2 separate regions of the Hordeum vulgare genome follow, and region 1 is linked to region 2. The links are chromatin contacts, called in public Hi-C maps. All regions are on one chromosome and are shown on one strand. Each heading gives the region's core, a stretch centred on a gene start, on an enhancer-like site or on the middle of the called end of the contact. The rest is flanking DNA. Distances are from core to core; before and after follow the strand shown. Region 1 has its middle 13 kb from the start of LOC123396728. Region 2 has its middle 98 kb from the start of LOC123396721.

Region 1 (3,330 bases), core at 94-2,593, 180 kb after region 2:
AACTTAATGGCTCAATTATTCAACTATGTACGTAACACGCATGCACTATAATCAAGGTTCGTGGAACAGTAGGAGTGTATTTCTATCATCAAGGTTTGCAGGGGAAATGTCCCGCAAAATGAAAAAAAAAATATTTGCAGAGGAAATGGAGTACATTCCATAGGCGGCCAACCGCGAGCCGCCACAACGGCCTGCCCCAACAGGCTATCCGTGTGCCCCCATGGCGCTGACGCCGTAGGCCACGGGTAGCGAACTAGAGGCCATGTTTAAACCGGGCAATAACTGCAAAGGTTGCCAAAAGGCACAAGGCAGGGAGCATCAATGTCTGACGGGAATGATGAAGTTGATAGTGGCACATTTGCACCAGAAGGGCAATGCATGCATCTGTCCAAGCCAAGCTAGCTAGCCTCTCTTGCTGCCTGCTGCCTGCTGGCATGCATGTTCAAGTTCAGCCGGCCGGCCGGACTGGCCTCTTTTAACCGGACAGCGGCGCAGCGCAGGGCTTGGTGATAAGGAAATACATGGTGGCCGGTGCCCTCCCCTGCAGCTGCAGGGGCCTCGAAATCGAATGGCGCCCACAGAACATGGGGGTGGGGCGGATTGAATGCCCCCAACTCAAGGCCGAGCAGGACGAATTCGTAGGTCCAGGGCCGGGCACACATGGGCTGGACTGGAGATCCCTTGCCATCATCATCGCCATCCATCGCCTTGGTCTTTTCCTCCCCCTTCTCTCTCTCTCTCCCTCTCTCATCCATGGAGATCGTATCATTCCTTACGAGCTACGATCCGCATGCGCTCACAAGTACAGTACGTGCATATCTGCGCGCGTGCATGCATGTGCATCCATCTGTGACCAGGTTTTCCTCCTACTCATTCTCGTCAGGATATGTTGGTGCGCAGAAACTGAAGCTGGCATGTGTGTGTGAATGCGAGAAGATAGGATGTGTACGTACACACGGAGACTTGTAGCCAGGAACCGATTCTGGATAAGATCACAGGATCATGAACACTTGGCGCAGGGAGGAGACAGCTCGCCTCCCGGGAGCTTGGAAGGCCGGGCACTGGATTGGGATTATAGGGGGGGTTCATGCCCAAGTCCTGTAACTTTGCCACTTATTTTGTTACTCTCCCCACTGATTGATTGCCATTGTCCTCACAACCATGTGCTGCTTCTTTGGAAGCTAGTGTTCTTTTTTCAGCTATACCACATTCATTCCCAGTTTTTTTTTTTTGGCATCGAACCACATCCCCATTGTGACTGTGTGGGAGAGCTATATATCTTGTGATATGTACGGAGTAGTACTACATGTATTATAGCGACGGGCAAGCAGCTACTACAGCACACACTGGTCCATGTAGGCCGGAAGTTGATATCATATGCATGTTTGGTTGGTGGCATGCGATGCAAGAGAGAGAGAGAGCAAACTACCACTATTCCGATTTCAGCGCAACAGCAAACGTCGACACACATGTGTGCATGCATGCATGCATAGGCTTCCGGATAATCACCCCATCGTCATGTGTGCATGGACGGAACGGGATCTACCCCCTCGTGCCGTGTCGAGGCAGCCGCGACGACCGCGCCCTGTGCTGGTACAGAGCAAAGCTAGTAGGTGAGCCCTGGCTACGCTACGTACCTCATCTCTAGCCTAGCCATAGGTGGCGCCGGCCAATCACCAATGGTGTGGCCAAGACCAGAGACCCAATCCAGCCATACTGGGTGCGTGCTGCCGGGCGGTGCGTGGTTTTCCCGCTTTGGTCTTGTCATTTCAGACCCGGCAGCACGGACCTAACGCCGATCCGATCATTAAGGCCGTGAAAGTTTGGGGCGATTAATCATGGCACGGCCGTGCAGGTGCAGGTGCAGGACGATCCCACCGCTCGCGCCAACGTGCATGGCGCCATGCACTGTGTCTGTGACACACATGAAAGCAAAGGATCCCTGGCTACTGTGCGAGTACACCTGATTAGGGCTGGCCGTTCGGTTTATATGGTTAATACGGTTCGGTTTATTCGGTTCTATATAATTTCGGTTTTGGAAAAATAGAAACCGAAATAATCATTCAAAATTTAGAAACCGAACCATATTAACCATAATATATCGGTTCGGTTTGTTCGGTTAACCCAAAAACCAAAATTCATGCACTTGTTAGTATAAGTGTAATGACTCGAGAGCATTGATTTGGTTTGTATAATATGCAAAAGGATAATCACAAGTTCTAGCAACGTTAATATCATTCTATGGTTTATTCGGCCAAGCAAACTAGTAACCATAATTAAGTTAAAAAAGCACATGGAACGTGAAATGTATTATGTGCGGAGAAATGTGTGATGCCTCCATACTGTTGCACTTTCAGAAACAAGGTATTACATGGGGTATCCCTCATATCGGTTTGTTCTGTCTATTCGGTTTCCGGGCACCAAAAACCGAACAAAAACAAAACACCGAACAACCCTAAAATTTCCCACCAAACCAAAAATCAAACCACCAAATAAACCGAGAAATCAGTTAATACGGTTCGGTTCGGTTTGGTTTTTCGGTTTTCGGTTTTATAGTGCCCACCCCTACACCTGATACTAAAATATAGATTCATTCATTTTATTTTAGGCGTAATTTATATTAAAAAACTTAAAATAAAATATTTAAAAACGGAGGAAAGTAATACGCATGCATGCCAAGGGGGGAATAACCTTTTTTTTTGAGGCTATGAAAATAGCGTACTTGGTAGTGTGGTGGACTGTCTCATCAGACAATCAACATGTTCATGCATGTCCAGTATTGAGTCTTGGCGACCTAAAAGTTTGTTGGGCGACAGATGACATTGGTATATCAATCTTTTTTGGGATCGATTATACATAAATTGTCTGGAAAAAATAGTGTCTTTTCGTTTGCTTCCACCACCCTCAGATGTCGCCGGCTGGCGGCGTTGTCGCACCATCTCGCCGCTCCGCCCTCCACAAGCCACCACCTTTGTTGTCCAGCGGCCGCCGCTACCCCCCCTCCCCCCCCAACACACACACACACAAGCTCTTTTTCTTTGGCGCCGGTGCCCCATCCCACACCCCGAACCTCCAATCCAATGGCGATGCCGCGACCTCGGTTTTGGGTCGCTCCCGATTGGACCTAGCATTCATTTCTTCTCCTATAAAACCTAGTTTTTCAGGCAAGTTACCAATAAGAAATGCACATTCGGAATTGCTAGATCTCAATTGGTTGAGATTTAACCAAGTCTTAGTCGATGATATATCCATAAGACCTTACATGAAGATCGATGCAAACAAAATATTTTTATTTTTTCTATCTCCTTTTTCCTCCGTCCCGAATTACTT
Region 2 (3,176 bases), core at 348-2,847:
TTCTGGATCAAATTTGTGAATTTTGCCTCGAAAAGGAGGTCTAGAAAGAGAGGGCGTACAACTGCGAAAGCACGGGCGGTACAACAAGAACTCCTCGTAGGCCCTCCATTTCTACGGCTACAGCCCGACAATGCAGAGAGCATGCTACAGCCATCATCACCTATTATTCACTAATTGACCTGTCACTCGGTGTCTCTTGAACAGCCTACACGATCACGTCCAATGTGCGACCTGTGGCTATTATTCGGCAGCGAGAAGCCAAATTCCTGGAAGGACGTACGATGCCATCATAATAGAGAGGCAGCAGCTTACTTTACGAAACAATCAAGCACGAACGCGTAGAAACGACTGTACCGAGGATAAAAGTACGAAGCATGCATCGTAAAGCATATGAAAAAAAAATCTGCATGATAATATGTTGGGATGCAGAAAGAGTGCAGCTCACTTGAGTCGCGTCATAGTTGACGCAGCCTTGCTGGAGCGATTTCTGAGAGGAGATCCCGCGCGATCGACGAGGATCACTCCGCATTAACAATGACAGGACACTCTCCTGTCCCGTCTTATCAAAACTGCACCCCGATTAACTCTCTCGGAAGCGTCCAAATTTGAGTCATTAGCAGCACTTCCACGATATGGTGTAGTCAATTAGTCATCGGCTAGCGTACAATTGACAAAAGCAGCAACAAGCAGAAAACCTGCATTGAAGCAAGAGATGATAGCCACCACAGCACTCTGAAGTCTGAGTCCAGAGGAGCCCGGGACCGAGGACGTACGGGCAAGTTTTTCAACGGGAAGCAGAGTTGTTTACGAGATGACGGGATCAATAATGCACGGGGTTGGGTGGCTCCTGGCCTGCTCCAAGATCACTGGCAGGAACCTGAATATATTTGGATCCAGGAGATCGTCTTCGAAATTCAAATCGGGTCGACGGGACGGGGTGACGAAGGGCCAAGCAGGCCGAGTGAGATGCTGAAAACTACAAGCGATCTGCTATAACAATGCGCTTCGATTCTCTCAAGATACGGGCACGTACGTACCTACCTAGGTCAACACTCCATGCACACAGTATATGCTTAGGATAGATCGGGATAATAATCTAGTGGGCGCGTACGTCGTCCAACTTATGAGCAGCCACAAGGGGCAAGTGAAGTTGGCGCGCAGCGTTACAGTGTTGAGAGAGCCAGGGCTGGCTCCCCGGGATGTCCTGGGAACAGTACACAGCAACCAATAATCTACCTACAGATAGCAAGAGATCGATCGACGTACGTACGTGTGGCACTGGCACTGCCAGCCAGCGGTGGTTGGTCGACGCACGTACGCAGGCATGCGCATGCAGCGGGCGTGGGAGCGGAGGCGGGGGCGGGCACGGGTGCAGCCGGGGAGCGGGCGACAGACACGGCCCCCGGGTCAAATCGCCCGGTGCTCCTCTCCCCCAGGGCACGACACGGCCGAGCTGTCCCCTCCGGGAAACAGTGCCGCGCGCCGTGCTGCTAATCAGCCAGCTAGCTGACATTAACTCCAAACCGACGGGCCGGTCCCTGCTTAGCTAGCTAGCCAGGCCTTAAGCAACCAACCGCCCCTGTGTGTGTATGTAGCGTAACCACCGCCACTGGCACTGGCGCGTCGTGTCACGCATGGTCCCTCGCATGCACCGTCCACTGACCACTGGTGCGTACCTTGGCTGGCTCCGTCGACCGGTCGCCTCGCCGGTTGGTGGCTGGCCGGCCGGGCGCTCGGCAGGGAAGGGAAGAGGGATAGATCCGCGCCGCGCTTGTAATTTGGCTACTAGTTAATCACAGGCTTGCCTCTGGGCCTGACACGGGAGGACGGACGGACGTCCTGGCTCGCGCGTGGGGGACGCAGTGGAAGTGGCCTGCCCCCCTGCGGCGCGGTCGGCGTGGCGGATGCCGACACGTAAGTCTAGAGCCCGAGCCGCACCGGACCGCTCGTGCGGGCCTGTCGCATTGATGCCATCACACCGCCGGGCTCACCCATCATTGGCGTCGTGCGACAACCTTTACGTTACACCACACCGGGGGTGGTTAATTACTCACTGCGTAGTCTAGCTAGTACCACCAGCTCGATCGACCTGCTGAAAATGAAAATGCATGCTAGCTAGCTAGGCGACGACGTACGTACGTAGAGCTCGGGACGGTGCCATGGTGCATGCGTGTCTACGTATCGACCTTGCATTACAGCCACAGGTTAGGTTGTTGATCAACCACGACCAACCGACGAAGCTCGCAGGCCACCATGCATGCATGGCAAATGGCATGGCAACAGGGGGGGCGGGCGCGCATGTGTTAGACGCTGCGTCACTCTCGTAATCCGCTGGGGGCGGGCTTTGCGCGCGGGCGAGCGGGGGAGAGCAGGAGCCGGACCCCCACGTACTAGGCCAGGCCACTACACGATCTTTTTCGTGCATGTGCATGCGGATCCCCCACTCCAGGCGGATGGATCACCGGGCGATCGATCGAATCAAGCGCCCGTGCATGGCCTTTATCATCGATCCCAGCGACCGACCGCCCATCCGCCGGTCGGTACGTCGCGCGCCCGCTGCCGCCGCGCCTGTCGCCGCGCCATTGGCCGCGCCGGTACGTCCGGCCGTTCGTCCATGCACGCATGACGCATGCATGCCATGGTCCTGCTCCCGCATGCGCATGCGCGCGTGCCGCTCCGTAGCGTCGTTGAGCTGTTCTGCTCCGTTCGGTTAGCCCAGGCCAGGACGACGCCGCCCGTAGCTGGCGGCCACCAATCTAGTCTAGCTGGTCGCGCACCGCGCGCGGGCCGGGGAGCTCGGTCGAGCTGGCCGGTCCATCCATGCATGCGCCACCCACGGGAGGGCGCGTGCACTGGCTAATGGTGGCGAGCGAGCGCCGATAGACGGACGGATGGGCGGCATTGCTTGCTTGCTACTTGCTACTCCTAGTTGCTAGCTCGCTCGCTCGATCCAGACAGAGACGGCCTGGCTAACTCCAGAACACGCGCACGAGCACTTTGCATGCATGTGTGCATCGGCATCACTGAACTGGCTGCCAGCTTAGCGCGCGCTAACCACACATATTCGTTGTACTATACGCGAACTCCAGCTCCTAGTAACATGCATCATGCCGTGCACCGAACCGGCACGTTTTTTTAAGCAACGAGCCTCCTCGTCGACTTCCATTAAAAAAAGT

The links. A called contact is a pair of places that touch in the nucleus more often than the background predicts.
Region 1: a contact with region 2 is called in a Hi-C map of seedling, with 2.1 times the contacts expected there. The contact joins two enhancer-like sites. A contact is called at or near these places in 2 of 6 Hi-C or Micro-C datasets (leaf and seedling).

The regions. Positions count from the first base shown.
Region 1 is chr5H:496,224,313-496,227,642 of MorexV3_pseudomolecules_assembly, forward strand. No RefSeq gene overlaps it. Among protein-coding and RNA genes, the nearest start is that of LOC123396728, 13 kb to the left of the region's middle. Within about 2 kb of position 1,344, at least 3 of the 3 cell types and tissues checked have open chromatin away from gene starts, as enhancers often do. A contact at or near this core is called in seedling, where this site is marked.
Region 2 is chr5H:496,045,189-496,048,364 of MorexV3_pseudomolecules_assembly, forward strand. No RefSeq gene overlaps it. Among protein-coding and RNA genes, the nearest start is that of LOC123396721, 98 kb to the left of the region's middle. Within about 2 kb of position 1,598, at least 2 of the 3 cell types and tissues checked have open chromatin away from gene starts, as enhancers often do. A contact at or near this core is called in seedling, where this site is marked.